2 separate regions of the Pan troglodytes genome follow, and region 1 is linked to region 2. The links are chromatin contacts, called in public capture Hi-C maps. All regions are on one chromosome and are shown on one strand. The core of a region is the stretch at or near the end of the contact, and the rest is flanking DNA. Distances in the headings are between cores, read along the strand shown. Region 1 overlaps ZNF704 (zinc finger protein 704). Region 2 has its middle 130 kb from the start of ZBTB10.

The links. Capture Hi-C pulls out chosen DNA fragments and counts their contacts.
Region 1: a contact with region 2 is called in a capture Hi-C map of stem cell-derived neural stem cells, with 2.6 times the contacts expected there. The contact joins two enhancer-like sites. A contact is called at or near these places in 3 of 7 Hi-C or Micro-C datasets (induced pluripotent stem cells and stem cell-derived neural progenitor cells) and 1 of 1 other capture datasets (stem cell-derived neural stem cells).

Annotation. Positions count from the first base shown.
Region 1 is chr7:89,309,073-89,312,227 of NHGRI_mPanTro3-v2.0_pri, reverse strand. It overlaps ZNF704 (zinc finger protein 704), which reads left to right. Exons shown (of 10, transcript XM_063817210.1): 6 at 2,310-2,577. Among named protein-coding and RNA genes, the nearest start is that of ZBTB10, 180 kb to the right of the region's middle. Within about 2 kb of position 1,402, at least 1 of the 24 cell types and tissues checked has an H3K27ac peak or open chromatin away from gene starts, as enhancers often do. A contact at or near this core is called in stem cell-derived neural stem cells, where this site is marked.
Region 2 is chr7:89,258,086-89,261,578 of NHGRI_mPanTro3-v2.0_pri, reverse strand. No RefSeq gene overlaps it. Among named protein-coding and RNA genes, the nearest start is that of ZBTB10, 130 kb to the right of the region's middle. Within about 2 kb of position 1,333, at least 2 of the 24 cell types and tissues checked have an H3K27ac peak or open chromatin away from gene starts, as enhancers often do. A contact at or near this core is called in stem cell-derived neural stem cells, where this site is marked.

The DNA of each region.
Region 1 (3,155 bases), core at 153-2,652, 51 kb before region 2:
CAGCAGCAGCTCAACCTGCCTTTAACTGGAAAGGAAGTGGGGACAGGAATAGAACAGATGCTCGTTCTTCTTCCCACTCTCTGGGGTCTTTAATGGTATGCTGGTCACAAGGCCAAGCCCTGCCAGACCTGATACGGTGCAAAGACACCTCCCCAGGCGCCTCAGCCTGGGAGCTCAGGGGAAATGGAGCTAGGCTGGGACAAGCCACTGATTTGAACAAAAAGACAGGCCTGTGAGGAGGTGAGGCATGGATTTTATGTTAGATTCTATGCAGGGCTCATTGGTGGGGAAAAGGTATGTTCTGAGTCAGGGATCTGCTGCTGCTGCTGCTGCAGTGAGGGGACACCCGTGGCCTCTGCCCAGCCATCCCCAAAGCCAGGTTTCTAGAGAAGAGAAGCACCACTTCTCTACAAACTCACAAATTATCTAATAAACATTTTCTGACATTATGGGGAGTTATTTTATTTTACTCAAAACTTTCTGTGGAAAAGTATAATGTTCTATGTTTCAGGGAGAGGAACTTTGAAAACACCTAAGAAGCTACTTTTCCTGGTGATGGTGAAAATTGAGACCTTCTAACATCATCTTTGTTTTTATTTAATAAGCATTTTACGTAGTGTTTATATTGTGTCAGATCTGGTTCTAAGCACCCTATATTTATTAGCTTAATCATCACAAAATCTGGTACTATAATTAATGATCCCTATTTTATAAGTGGAGAAACTGAGGAACGGGGGCTATGTGTAGGCCACCAAAATCATGCACACAACTAGAATGTGTAGGAGTCAGGGTTTGAACCTAGGAAGTCTAACCTCAGAATCCATTCTCTTAATCACTGTGCCACAACAACCTCAGCTCCATTCATTGACTCATTCATTCAGGCAACATTTGCTAGGTACCTACCCTCTGCCAAATACACCGATGTGTGTGGAGTGACACATGATGAACAAAACACATCCCTAGAGAATCAGTCATAGTGAAGCGACAAAAGGTTTAACAAAATACAGACAGGTAGCCAGTGATTAACAAAACGGATGAGTAAACACGCTTCAGAGGGAGCACAGAGCACTAACAGTTAGGAGTGAAGTCCTAACTCCCAACCTTCAGAACACACCCAGGACTTAACGTCTCGGCCCTTGCACTGCTTGCCTGCCCTGCTCATCTGGAATATTGCTGACAACAGCTCCTTGGTGGCGTCTGCTTTTGCTTTTGTCTTCCTGTCCTCTATTTCCCAGACAGTATCCAGAGTGATCCTTTTAAAATTAAGTTAGAGTTCTGAAAACCCCCAGTGGCTTCCACCACGTTCAGAATGCAAGCCAAAGCCATCGCCGTGGGCTACAGGCCCTGGATGACCTTGCCTCTGCCCTGTTCTCACTCCTCCCATCACTCCCTGGGGTCCCGAGCTCCAGCCTCTGGCCTCTCTGCCAGGCCCGCCCACTTGAGAGCTGTGTGTCACTTCTCCCTGGTATGTTCTCACTGTGGGTGCCAACATGGTGTCTCCCTCACTTCCTCCAGGCAGGTCTCTACTCAAACGTCACCTCCTCAGAGAGGCTTCCTCTGGCCACTCTCTTTAAAATAGTGCCCGCATCACTAATCCTGCTTAACAACACTGTTATGCTGTTGAATTTTTCTTTCTGGGACTTAGTAACACCTGATATATTAAATATCTATTTTTTAAATTATTTTTTAATTTTTTAAATCTCTGTTTTCAGAGATTGAATGGGGGGGTACAAGTGCAGTTTTGTTACATGGCTGTGTTGCACAGTGATAAAGCCTGGGCTTTTAGTGTAACCAGCATCCAAATAGTGAACGTGGGACCCCTTAAGTCATTTCTCATCCCTCACCTCTCTCCCACCCTCCCCGTTTCGAAGTCTCTAATGTCTATTATTTCACTTTCTGTGTCCATGTATACACATTATTTAGCTTCCACTTAATAAATATCTATTTCTTTAGGGGTTTCTTGTCTGCCTGTAAGTTCCCACTATAAGTTCCATCAGGGCGGAGTCTATATTTTATTCACTGTGTTATCAGGAGACCCTGGAACAGTGCCTGAACATACTAGATTCTCAATAAATCATTGTTGAATAATTGATTGAATGAGTGAATGAATTAATGAATTGCTTTAAGACATCAAGGAAGGGTTCCCTGGAAGTGGACAGTTGAACTGAGTGCTGCAGGATAAGGAAGAGTTTGCAAGGCAAACAAGAGGGAGGAAAAGCATTCCAGACAGAGGGGAAATGCATGTGCAAGATTTCAAGGCAAGAAAACAGATTGGCTTAGTATGATTGTTTTGCTCTCTTTTGCATTAGGCGCGTTGGAGACTCTGACTACAGTGATGGAGAAGAGGACTTTTACTACACTGAGATCAAGCTCAACACAGACTCAGTGGCAGACGGGCTGAGCAGCCTGGCCCCGGTCTCACCTTCCCAGTCCCTGGCTTCACCTCCTACTTTCCCCATCCCAGATTCAAGCCGAACAGAAACTCCTTGTGCCAAAACGGAGACTAAGTTGATGACGCCCTTGAGCCGCTCAGCTCCCACCACCCTCTACCTCGTGCACACTGACCATGCTTACCAGGTGACTTGCAGGGGACTGTGAGAGCAATCACTTTGACCTTGACCAAAACCAGGGGCCATCTGGCCTATGAGTAAAAAACAACTCGGTGGAAAAACAGCATCACGCACGGCAGCCCGGTAGCTTTGTTTTTTTCTCCCTTTAAAGCCTAAGATCTCACACAGATAGGGTCCTATGGTCTAGTCTCAGATTGCCCAATGCTGCCTGTGGATTCGATCCCGTAGAGATTGTTATGATGATAAAAATCCCTTGGGCACAGTGGCTCATGCCTGTAATCCCAAACACTTTGGGAGGCTGAGGCGGGCAGATCACCTGAGGTCGGGAGTTCGAGACCAGCCTGACCAACATGGTGAAACCCCATCTCTACTAAAAATACAAAATTAGCTGGGTGTGGTGGCACATGCCTGTAATCCCAGCTACTGAGGAGGCTGAGGCAGGAGAATCACTTGAACCCAGGAGGCAGAGGTTGCGGTGAGCCGAGATCTCACCATTGCACTCCAGCCTGGGCAACAAGAAAAACTCTGTCTCAAAAAAAAAAAAAAAAAAAAAAATCCCTAATATTATCTGGGCATGGTGGCGTG
Region 2 (3,493 bases), core at 84-2,583:
CTCCAAGTGATGACGCCAATGCTTATGACGACAATGATGATGAAAATGATGACCATGATGACAATTAGTGACTCATTGGTAGGGAGAGAGACAGGAAAATCTGATAATGTAAATATAAATTTGAAAAGAAGTAATAAAGGCATACTATATAAAATGGGTTCTGACTGAGGGTTCATTTTTGCTACTGTAAGACAATAATATCAACCGTGTGAGTCATTCATTCATTATTCCCCTTTGCATATGCTGTGACAAATTCTGTTTTCTGTCTAATAGAATGTGAATTCTTTGAGAGAAAGAGTATACTGTATATTGACATGAATTTGTATCCTGGAAACCAGCATAGTACTTGAAATGTGGAAAGTAATCAACAAATATTTATTGATCTCTTTTATGCAACAATTACTGCCTGAGCATTGCCTGCCATGTGACAGGCACTGATGTGCTAGATACAAAGGACACATGCCTGGCTCACCGGAGGGGGTCAGTGGAGGAACAAGTTGATCACACGAAGTCAGAATATTCTCTTTAATATGTTAGAACAGTAGAAATCTTACCTGTCACATATAAATAAATCTGACTTATTTCCTGCGATGTCCACTCTTGGTAGTCTTAGGCTAAGCTAGGAGAACTTACAGGCTCCAAGAAGCCTCACTCAATGCTGGCTTCACTTGAGGAATGCAGCAGGAAACAGCACACCAGGAGGAGCGCTCCCAGAAGTCCAAGGGTTAGTTTTAAGGGCCTGAGTCACAGGTCAGAGATGAGGGCCTGAGAACATACAGGTGGGTGCAGAAGCCTCCCTGGCCCCTACCCATCAGGAACTATTTCTACTGAGCCACAGCTCTCGGGTCCCAGCAAGCAGAATGCCCCATTACAAGTCAGGGCACCCAGTAAGCCCAAAGCTATGCGTCCTCCCTGCACAGTCATGTTCACTCCTGGTCCTCCCTGTCCATATGCAGCTTACCAATGACAAGCCATTCTTAGCATCGGCGGTGTTGCCTGGTAACACAGCTAGCACTTCTAGCAGGTTTCCAGGATAACAGGGCTAGAAAGTTAACCCAAGATCGTTTTGTTCATAGGGAAGGAGAAAATGCTTTTGTTAACTTGTACTCCCACGGCCCCATTCCTGACCCCTCTGAGCTTCCCAAATCTTATTAGAAATCACCAGCGAGAGGTCCCTGATGCACCCTAAACTCAGTGTGTATGAGACCCATGTAATTCTCTCCTCTCTCCCTGCCTGACCTCTTTGATGAAGACAGGCATCATCCATTCAATCCTCCCTTGCACAGACTCCTTGCATGGCCTTCCATTCCAAACTCCTGAGCTCTGAGACAATCAGGGCTCTTCAGAACCTAAACCTGGTTAGCTCTAGCCGCTTCCACACACACCGAACCCTTTAGACACAGGCTATTTGCCAGCGTCACTAGAACATACTCACAGCCTTTGTTCAGATCTGGAATATCCTTCCACTCCTGGCATCTGTCCAAATAAGTCTTCAGACTCTTGAAAAACCAACTCAAGTGTCACCTCTGGGAAACCACAAATTAATCTCCAGAACTAACCAATCCCTCCCTCTTCTCCTGTAGCCCATGTGAGGCCTCCGCTGCAGCACTGCCCACCTGGCTGTGGCCAACATTACCCACAGAGCTGCTGGCAGAGAGGAAAACGTGCCTTATCCATATTGTTTCCCCAGAGCTATGGGCGCGTCTCTGCACACAGCGTACCGCACAGTCCGCGAGCTTGAATCCAAATGGTAGCGTCGAAGCTGGACCTTAAGACATGGGTGGAACTTCAGACAGGCAAACAAGGGGGAAAAAAAAGGCCCAGACAGTGAGGAAACATTTGGGGAACAGAGAGTCTACTTTGCTGACACGTGGATCCTTGGACGCAAATAAACATTCAAGATTTGCTGTGATCATGTCCCAACCTAAGAAACTTAACCTTTATTCAGTAGGAAATGGTAGTAACTCACTATTAAAACTATGCAAGGGACTTTTCAAATGTTTGAAAGGTTACACCACAATGCAGTCCCCTAAGTATGATTATTTCTAAATGATAAAATGCATAGATATTTGAGTAACAAAAAAGATTTTCTCAAATCAAGGCTATAAACGCTCAATGAAGGATGCACTGTAAAAAGTAGTAAGACTGCTCTATGTGATTTCAACTATCCTAATACACGGCCTTTAAAATGAAGGACAATTGTCAAGCCTGTATAGTGTGTACCAACAGACCTATATGAATGCCATCTTTGGCTTCTGAACCTCCCTTCATGCCCTGTTATCACAGAGCATCAGTCATTAATATGAGATTATGAAGACCTGGTGATCCAAAGGCACAGCTCGCCACTGAACGACAAATGAGAGGAGCTGGGGCAACCCACATGCCAAATAATACAAGCATTTGCTGTCAAATTCAAGCAGTTAGAGGCTAAGAAAAATACTACACAAGACCCAATGTACTCTTTCCAATTCTCATTTTTGTGGAAATGAACAATAAAAATTATTCTATGTGATTATAACCTTTCCTTCCTCCTTCTCCCATTTTGCCAGGAACAGACTGACCTTCCAACTAATCAACCCCAGAATCGTTTTTAAACACCTCATATGTTAATAGTATTCTCTCAGAAACTGTGAGGTAAAGAGGAAAAGAAAATACTTATAACAAAGTTCCTGCCATGGAGAAATATGTCTCACTGGAAATAAAATGGGAAAAGTTAAGAAATAAAATTGGAAAGATTTCCAAGATGCATCATTGAACAAAAAAAGCAAGGTGCAAGCTAATGTCTATATAGTTTGCTCCTATTTGCATAAAAATGTCTATGGGACATACAGATGTCTATATAGGCAAGTTTCTGTATGAAAATTTTCTGAATGATATACAAAAATTGTTGCTGCCAGCCGACATGATGGCATATGTCTGTAGTCCCAGCTACTTAAGAGGCTGAGGTTGCTTGAGTCCAGGAGTTCTGGGCTCTAGTGCGCTATCCCAATCGGGTGTCCACACTAAGTTCAGCAACAATAGGGTGACCTCACGGGATCAGGGGACCACCAGGTTGCCTAAGGAGGGGTGAACCAGACCAGGTCAGAAATGAACCAGGTTTAAATTCCCGTGCTGATTAATAGTAGGCTCACACCTGTGAATAGCCACTGCACTCCAACCTGGGCAACATAGCAAGACCTGGTCTCAAAAAAAAAAAAAAAATTGTTGCAGATGTTCATCTCTGGAGAGTGGGTCTGGTGGGTGGGTTCAGAAAGACATTTTTAATTCTACACCACCTTATATTGTTTGCTTACCATGTGCATGTGTTTCTTTAATTTTTTAAAATTGTAAATACTACAAACAAAAGCAACACCACAAAGTAATACATAATTACACAGCAAGTGAATAGGAGAGAAACCAACATTTATTGACGACCTTGTAGGAGCCAGGCATAACTCCCTACCGCCTCCCAATCACGACGGCCCCGCGGGTGTGGTTATGATGTTTCTGGCCC